Linked DNA regions of Mus musculus: region 2 is linked to region 1. Evidence: chromatin contacts called from public promoter capture Hi-C data. All regions are on one chromosome and are shown on one strand. The core of a region is the stretch at or near the end of the contact, and the rest is flanking DNA. Distances in the headings are between cores, read along the strand shown. Region 1 holds the start of Sgf29 (SAGA complex associated factor 29). Region 2 holds the start of Sez6l2 (seizure related 6 homolog like 2).

Region 1 (4,295 bases), core at 946-3,445:
ATCCAGGGTGTCCTGGAGCTCTCTGAATAACCAGGCTGGCCTCAAACTCACAGATATCCTCCTGCCTCTGCCTCTTGAGTGCTGGGGAGTGAGCTATCACACTTGACTCTGGAATTCTTCATAATATGATTTTCCCAAACTCACAGATGTAGAACTGAAACAGGATGGGTGATAGAGCCATTCACTGCACCTTGATAAGAACTACAAGTGGTGATGGACACCTTTAATCCCAGCACTTGGGAGGCAGAGGCAGGTGGATCTCTATGTGTTCAAGGATAGCCTGGTCTGCAGAGTGAGTTCCAGGACAGGCAAGACTACACTGAGAAACCCTGTCTTGATGCCCCCTGCCACTTGTAACAACAACAACAAGACACTGTTTCTCTGTGTGATAGCCTTGGCTGTCCTGGACTCGAGTTGTAGACCAGGCTGGCCTCAAAGTCATAGAAATCCACCTCTCCTTCCTGAGCACTGGAATCAAAGGCATGTGCCACCATGCCTGGCTAGCTTCTTTCCTTCCTTCCTTTTTCTTTCTTTCTCTCTTTCTTTCTTCCTAGACTAGTCTCACTGGTGTCTTGAACTCCCTATATAGAACAAGCTAGCCTCATTCATAGACATCTACCTGTCTCTGTCTTCTAAATGCCACTAGCTTTTCCATGTAGTCCAAGATCACCTTCCCAGAGAACGGTGCTACCTACAGTGGCTGGGCCTTCTGTATGAATTAACATGGTAACGTGGTAGTGCACTCCTATAATCCTATATAATCCATTAGACAATTCCCTATAGCTAGGTCTGTCTGGGAAATTCCTCAGTGAAGACTGCATTGTCCAGTGGCTCTAGGCCCTGTCAAGTTGTTAAAATTAACCAGGACAACTGACTAGACATACAGATTCAATGAAAGAAAATTATTTTTTCAAACTGTAAAAAGTATGTGTCTCCGTGTGGGTATGTGCACGTGAGTGCAGGTGCCAGAGGACAGCACATCAGTACCCTTGGGGCTGGAATTGCAGATCGTTATAAGCCACTACTGTAGGCACTGGGAACTGAACACGGGCTCTTTGCAAAAGCAGTACATGTTTTTGATTGCTCGGCATCTCCCCAGACTCATTCATATACATACACACACACACACACACACACACACACACATATATATATATATGTATACACACACACACACACACACACACACATATATATATATATATATATATATATATATATATATATATATATATATATATATACATTAATTTCTTTGCTAGTCTAGGGGCTAAAATAGTTTCAGTGTTAAAATGTAAGGTTTCCTAATAGAAAAATATCTGATAGCTTGTTGTATGCCAGGCACAGTGCTATGTACTGGGAATGTCTAATGATCTTGACCTTATAGCATTTGTAATTCTATCAGAGAATAACAATATGTAATTATAAACTTTAAAAGATTTTCAAAAATATTTTTATTCTATGTCCAGGCGTATGTATATGTGTATGTGCACCTGTGCAGTGCCCTCAGAGGCCAAAAGAGGGCATTAGATCCCTTGGAGCTGGAGTTACAGGCAGTCTGAGCCAGCTGACCCAAGTGCTGGCATTCTAATTCTGGTCTTCACGATTGAGCAGTACTTGCTCTTAACCACCAAACCATATTGATTTTTTTAGGTGTTATGTACGAAATATTAGGATAGTTAGGGTGGGAGCAGTCCCTAGGGACTGAGCCCGGGACCATGCTAAGCAAGTGTCCTACCACTGCACTAACTGGGCAGGCATCCACAGGGTAGGTATCCAAAGATGTAGCTAAATGTTTGCATGTCCAAATCTTTTATTTGCTGGGAAGATTCTGTAAAATACAAGTACTAAACCTAAAACTGCTTATTTGGAATTTAAAAATATTTTCAGATACATTTTAAATTCACGGCAAATTTCAGCTTAAAGTACAGAGTTCTCATCTGCGTCCTGGGGCCCTCCCTCCTCATCCCCAACAATCTGATGTGGTTTTGTTGTTGTTTTCTTCTGGTGCAGAGGATCCGCTCCCATCACCTTTCACATGCGAAGCGAGGCTTCACGCATGCTTTTCTGTTCCTTTGACTCTGATCTATTAAATCATGATTAAGTACATCAAAGCACAGGTGTCGAAGTAAGAACTACGTTTCCCAGAGTGCAATGCAGCACGTCACAGAGAAGTACCCGGCATGCGCAGAGGAGTCCTCCGCGCTCGACCGCGCTCATAAGAGAAACAGCGTGTGTGGTTCTTGACGCGCCGCGAACCTTCGAACGCAAGTGCGAGACTACCCTGTGAGGAAACGTTCCAGGGATTCGCCTGTTCCCGCCATCGCAGTTACCAGCGCGACGTGCTGTTTCTTCCTGTGCTCGGTAGGTGGGACGGGGCCATGGCAAGGTACCTCCAAGCAGCGCGGGAACGAAAGGCCAGCGTTCCTGCCCGGCGCCCGGCTCGCCGAGGCGGCGTCTGAGGAGACGCGCACGCGCCCTGGACGGGAAGGGGGCGGGGCTGTGGGAGCCGGCGCCCTGGGGCTTGCGCGTGCGCCCTACCTCTCTGAAGAGGTGGGAAGCGGCTGGAGCTGGCTAGTCTAGATGCCGGCAGCTGATGTGAGTCCCAGACATCAGCACATTTTACTACTTTCTCAAAAGCTTAGTTTTTGGTAGCCCAACCTGGCCGTGAGATCGCAGTCCTCCTCCCCCAATCCCGAGTGCTGAGATTACAGACTGCACATGCTCTAAAGGTGTCCATTTTCACAACAGTAACTTCATCCACTCTCCAGCTCACTCTTGTGTTGGCTGACACATGTATCCTAGGACGTCTGCGTCTACTCATCAGCACCTTCCCCTACCTGTCAATGTTCAGCTTTCTCTAGGGAGGCTTTGACTCATGCTGTTTCACAGAAACAGCTCTAACAAAGCCACCTTGACTTCTGGATTCCGAAGTTCAGTGATACAGGATTGGTAGCATCCTCTTTCATTGCCTCGGTTCTCCTCTAAAGAACTCCTGCTTCCATTGCTTCATCTTTAACGGTTGTACCATCAAAATACATAAACCCTTCTTCATCTTGCCTTTCTTTCTGTTCCCTCCTTGGACATTGTCTATTTCACACTTTAAATAAAAATAAAATTTATTTTGGTGCTCTCGTTTCTATCTTGTAAAAATATTTGGTGTGTGTGAAGGCAGGCATGTTCATTCCATGGCACTTTTGTGGAGGTCAATTGACAGCTTTCAGGAGTTCTCTCCTTCCATCATGTAGGCTTCTAGGATGGAACTCGGGGTATCAGGCTTGGCACAAGCACTTGAATCTGCTGAGCTATCTCACTGGCCCTCAAATTTACATCTTGTAGATCAGTATAATGTTGTGGTGTTAGAATCCACAGGGAAAGACCAAATCTTAGGCTCAATTCAAATTTAGATGAAATGGATTTCTTTTATTTATTACTGCTAGGCAGTAGGCAGTAATAGGCAGAAGGATGTCAGCCTTAAAGCCAAACAGCATGCCATGTGGTGTGGAGGGATCCAAAGGAAGGAAGGGGGCTGGAGAGATGGCTCAGCAGTTAAGAGCACTGACTGCTCTTCCAGAGGTCCTAAGTTCAATTCCCAGCAACCACATGGTGACTCACAACCATCTGTAATGGGATCTGATGCCCTCTTCTGGTGTGCATGAAGACAGTGACAGCGAAATAAATAAGTCTTTAAAAAAGTTAAAGGAAGGAAGGGTTATAAAGGTAGATAGCAACGGTGACTCTTACAATTAATTATCTATAGAATCCATAGCTGGGCCAGGTCATTGTTTTTCTCCCCATGTTGTTTCTCTTTCCCATTGTATAGTAATAAAACACTTCTTCATCCCAGTCCCACAGATAAGCAAGTTTACAAACGCAGAAAGCAGGAACACAATTATCTTATTCTTATCTTGCCTGCAGGGCAAAGATAAGAAGGCCCTGAAGGGTTGACTGCCTGGTACCATAAATCTCTCTGGCCATCACAGGGGAGTTATGTGTAAATTATTACACAGGTCTGAACGCTCTGGGAAAGTGTCACTAATTGACTGGGGTAGATAGAGCAGGTACACAGTACCATGAGGTTGGGGTTGGCTGTCACAGCCCCACAATTCTACCTTGAACTCAAGCTTGAGTTTTATGTTTATTTAGGTTTGTTTCTATGTTTTTATTATTTAAAAGTATTTTGCAAATATATGGAGAGTTGGGTCTCCTTAGCTCTAGCTGTCCTTAAACTCATTCTACGCTGGCCTGGAACTCACAGAGAGACCTGCTTGCCTCTGCCTCCCTAGTGCTAAGAT
Region 2 (4,295 bases), core at 827-3,326, 300 kb after region 1:
AGCAGGAGCTGGTAGCACCCAGGGGCCAGGGGTGGGGACCAGCCCCGAGGCAGAGGAGTAGTTCCTGAGAAGTCCCAGCTCACAGCCCCGAAGTCCCGCAAAATGGCGGGAAAGCTGCTCTGTAGGAGCTCCACGTCATGCCTCTGGGCATCACGTGGTACAAAGGGGGACGAAGGCAGGTCTGGTAGAAAAAGTAAGCCAGGGCGCTGAATGCCCATGACCCCTGCCCCTCCTGTGAGGCCAGAGCCTCCCTGAGCTGCCCGCCTCACCCTACCCATCCCAGCCCAGGAGTAACGCCTGGCATAGGCCCGAAGCCGCCTGCTCACTAGACCTTCTGCCCTGGGTCCTTCTCCAGAATCCCCAAGGCCCCTTGGGCCAGTCTGAGAACATACATCAGGCATACCACTAACACCCCCAGCTCGGCTCCCGGTCCCCAGGGCCTGCATGTCTTGGGAACCCAGTCGGTAGCAATACCAAAGGAACAGAGAAGTGAGGGCTCCGAGGAGCATAGTAAGGGCTGAGGAGCCTAGAGGCAGTGGCCATGGAAACATGATAGGCAAAGAGGCCCTGGCTAAGTGGCAAGCTGCATCTTGCAGACCCCAGCTCCCTGGTACCCCCAGTTCTCCACCTGACCCCTCGATGACTGCTTCCTGATTCCCTCCCTTCCACATCCCCACTCCTGTTCACTCCTCCTACAGGCCCCCCAACAAACCTTCCCCTCACTTCCCTCTTTCTTTCTCCCCTTCCTTTTCTATTTGTCTCCACTCGGAGATCACTCTTGTTCTCTCTTCCTTCTGTGGTTCCTCTCTCCTTTCCCCTTCCCGCAGTCTCCTCTTCCTTTCCTCTCTCCACCCTCAGTCTCCCAGTCTCAGCTGGTTTCTCCTCCCTCCACTCCAGCCCCCCTTTCCTTATCGACCCCTTCTTTTTCTTCTAGCTTCCCCTGACAACAGCGGTTCCTACTCCACCTGGCCCGCAGCCCCACTCTATAGCGGCTCTTTCTCTTTCCTCTCTCCTTGACCTGTCTTCTCCCTCGAAAGGGTCGGGTCTGTCCTCTCCGATTCCCGACCTCCTACACACCCCTTCTTGGGCGCCCACTCACCCTGACGTCACTCCTTCCCGCAACCCTCTCTGTTTAGCTACCCAGGACCCCTCCCAGAGGCAGCCGCAGCCCAGCCCTGCAAGGGGGGTGGGGGGAGACTTCTCTCTGGATTTGCCGCTCCAGACCCCCTCCCCCAGCCCTGACCGAGCGCCACGTGGGGTACAGGGACACAGTGCCAACCTCTAGCCGCCCCGCAATGCGAAAAGAAGGGCAGGGCAGACTCGGGGGCGGGGCGAGAGCCCTGACCCGCTCGTGAGGCCGGTGCTCTGGAACTGCGAGTCCGGCCGTGGGCCTGCGGGTCCCTGGAGAGGTCGGCCTGTGACTCCCCTTTCCCCTGGCTTGGCTACGCCAGAGCCAGCACAGAGCAAGACGCGGGTTCGCGAAAGCGGCTTCAGCCAATCAGTGGCTTCAAGGCCGCCCGTGCAGGCGGGGCCGGGAGCTGTCCTCGCGCCCAGGTGCTGAAAGGGCACTCGCTTGCTCAGTGGCAGAGCCAGTAGATCACGGGTGGTAGCCGCTAGGCTGCAGGTCTCTGTCAGGTCGCCTGCTAGAGAAGGGAGTCTCAACACATACCCATCAGGCTCCTTACAAACCTGGATACTCCCCATTTTCCTGCGGGAGGGGCGAGCCCATCCCACCTGAGCTTCCATAAAGGGCATAGTGAAGGCCCGCGGGGAGGTCCGGGTGTGGACAGAGGACATACTGGACAGGCCAGGAAGACGTGAACCAAGCTGTGCCTACTCTTGACACCTTAGGAAGACCAGGTGCAGATACCAGATGTTCTGGAATGGCGCCGGGAGGGAACCTAATTACTACTGGGACCAGAGTTTCCTTCCTCTCCCCTAGGGGCCTCGGGAAGTGCAGTCCTGGCTCGGCATCCCTCCTTCCTCCATCTGCACTTCCTCCTCCTCCCTCGTCAGAGAATAAATCCCAGGCCCCTCCTTTCACCCGTCCCCAGGATCTGACGTGGGCTTGACACCTTTCTCAGCTTCTCCCTCCCGCAGCTCCAGTGGCCGAGCTTCAGCTTCCCTGGTTCCGCAACCCTTTCCCTCTTCCTCTCCGAGATAAGCCCCGGTTGAACCTCATAAGGGCCCTCTGGATCCTCAAGCCCACCCTGGACCCTCGGAAGCTGCCTTTCCCCTCCCACTTTCCCCGGCTATCTATCTATCCATCCCGATGGGCCCAAGCTCCCGAACAAGGGGATAACCTTCGGCCCTCTCGGCCCCACCCCCCGCAGCGGGAGCCGCGCCCCCCTTTGCCATAGATCGCAGAGCAAAGGATAAAGATTGAGCAAAAGGGGGCGGACTCCAAGCAACCTCTAGGCCAATTCTGCTTCTCCATCCCAAAGGAAGAAAATTTGCCTTCCTTTGCCGACCCTTAGCAGGAAAGCAAAATTAAAGGAAAAGATAAAAGGACGCAGAGGGAAAGTGACAGCGAGATTATTCAGAAGAGCCACAGAGGAGAGAAATTAGTGTGAGTCGCCATGGGGACTCCCAAGGCCCAGCACCCGCCGCCTTCCCAGCTGCTGCTCCTAATTCTGCTGAGCTGTGCCTGGATTGAGGGTAAGGACATGTGGGGGTGGGCCCTGGGAAGGTTCTCGCGGGTCTTCTACCTTCTTTCTCTGAAGATATTGAGTCTTCCGAGCTTGTGGGGGAGGGGAGGGGCACAGTTGACTGGGAAGGGGCAAGCCAAGGCTCTTTGACTGTTACACGGAGCCCTTGAACTCCTAATTTTAAGGAGATAGAGAAATGAATAAGAAGAGCATTTAGTTGTATCTTAGGGGTTAAAATTCGGGAAGAAGAGCTGAGGGAAGTTGGGTGGATTTCTGCGGAGGCGGTAGAAGCAGGCAGGGTACCTGGGTGGGAGATGGAGGTACTGGGAGAGATGCCAGGCGCTGTACACACAAATGTTCTTGGACATATGGACAAAGGCAGATGAACACAATCAGGGATATTCAATCCCTGACTCTACTCTGATCCCCAACCAGAGTCTAGAGAAGGCACAGAGGCTGCAAAGACTGCAGAGAGAGAGAGAGAGAGAGAGAGAGAGAGAGAGAGAGAGAGAGAGAGAGAGAGAGTCTGCAGAGGCAAAAACCCTGAGAGAAAGCTGGCACTGCGGAAGCAGTCTGGGAGATGCTGTCAGACTCTCCTCAGAGTTTAGGGATCAGGGGAGTATTTCACTGGGGAGGAATAGAAAGCAGTCCCAAAGCACACCCTGCTAGAGCTGTCCAGGGTTAGTACTAATTAAGGTTCTCACTGAAGGCCCAGAGACCAGGAGCTGGAACTCAGTGAGGGAGAGGGCAGATTGGAGCCACTCCTCTGATCTTGGCTCTCAACCCAGCCTGGGACTCCCTGAGTGTCCGATAAGATGTGCTCTGGGGAGCATCTCTCCAGATAAGGACAGGATGTAGAGGAATGGAGAGGTTCACAGGACTTCACCTCCTAGGTCTGCCCCTGAAGGAGGATGAGATGATGCCAGAGCCTGGAAGTGAGACTCCCACAGTGGCCTCTGAGGACCTGGCTGAGCTGCTCCATGGGGCTTTGCTGCGGAAGGGCCCAGAGATCGGCTTCTTGCCGGGTGAGGCCCACAGTGTGGCATAGGAGTAGAGAGAGAGGCTATGTCGCTGAGAGCTGGAGTGCCTGGCTAGAGGGAAGGCGGGTTAGAGAGAGTTCTGTGGGAGAGACCCCCTAGGAAGCTGAGAAAGAGTCAAAGCTGGCCCTCGACAGAACCAGAGACAGGGACAAAATGAGGAACAGTCAAGAGGTCATGTATACAGAGAGAAAAATGTGAATTCAGACAACCAGAGTCACAAAAATGGCGAGACAGAGAGAGATATAAAACCAGATCATAAAACTAGGATCATAAAACCAGAGAGCAATAAGAATGCTAAGCATAAAAAAGCTCCAGAGAGAGCTAAACAGAGAGGAGAGAGAGAGAGAGAGAGAGAGAGAGAGAGAGAGAGAGAGAGAGAGAGAAGGCAGGAGTGAGAGCCAGAACTGGGGGTGGGGAGAGGCTCAAGGGGGCCGTTAAGACGGTGGTGAAAAAGAAAAAGGGAGTTTTAGCTACAAAATCTTGAGAGAATGTGGGGAGCCTGTGTGGGTAGGGGAAATGGAGCCTGTACCCTGTGGGGAGGCTTTGGGGTGTTTATTCTAAGCTGTTCCCCACCCCCATGGGCCAATTTGCTGCTCCTGTGTGCTGA

The links. Capture Hi-C pulls out chosen DNA fragments and counts their contacts.
Region 2: a promoter capture Hi-C map of pancreatic islet shows a contact between it and region 1. The contact joins the promoter of Sez6l2 here to the promoter of Sgf29 in region 1. A contact is called at or near these places in 1 of 39 promoter capture datasets (second pharyngeal arch cranial neural crest) and 3 of 9 other capture datasets (adipose tissue, liver and pancreatic islet).

What each region holds. Positions count from the first base shown.
Region 1 is chr7:126,647,114-126,651,408 of GRCm38.p6, forward strand. Sgf29 (SAGA complex associated factor 29) reads left to right here and starts at 2,196. Exons shown (of 10, transcript NM_029339.3): 1 at 2,196-2,364.
Region 2 is chr7:126,948,459-126,952,753 of GRCm38.p6, forward strand. Sez6l2 (seizure related 6 homolog like 2) reads left to right here and starts at 2,077. Exons shown (of 18, transcript NM_144926.5): 1 at 2,077-2,658; 2 at 3,542-3,673. The coding sequence starts at 2,580. It overlaps Asphd1 (aspartate beta-hydroxylase domain containing 1), which reads right to left and starts at 701. Exons shown (of 3, transcript NM_001347657.2): 1 at 1-701. The coding sequence starts at 671.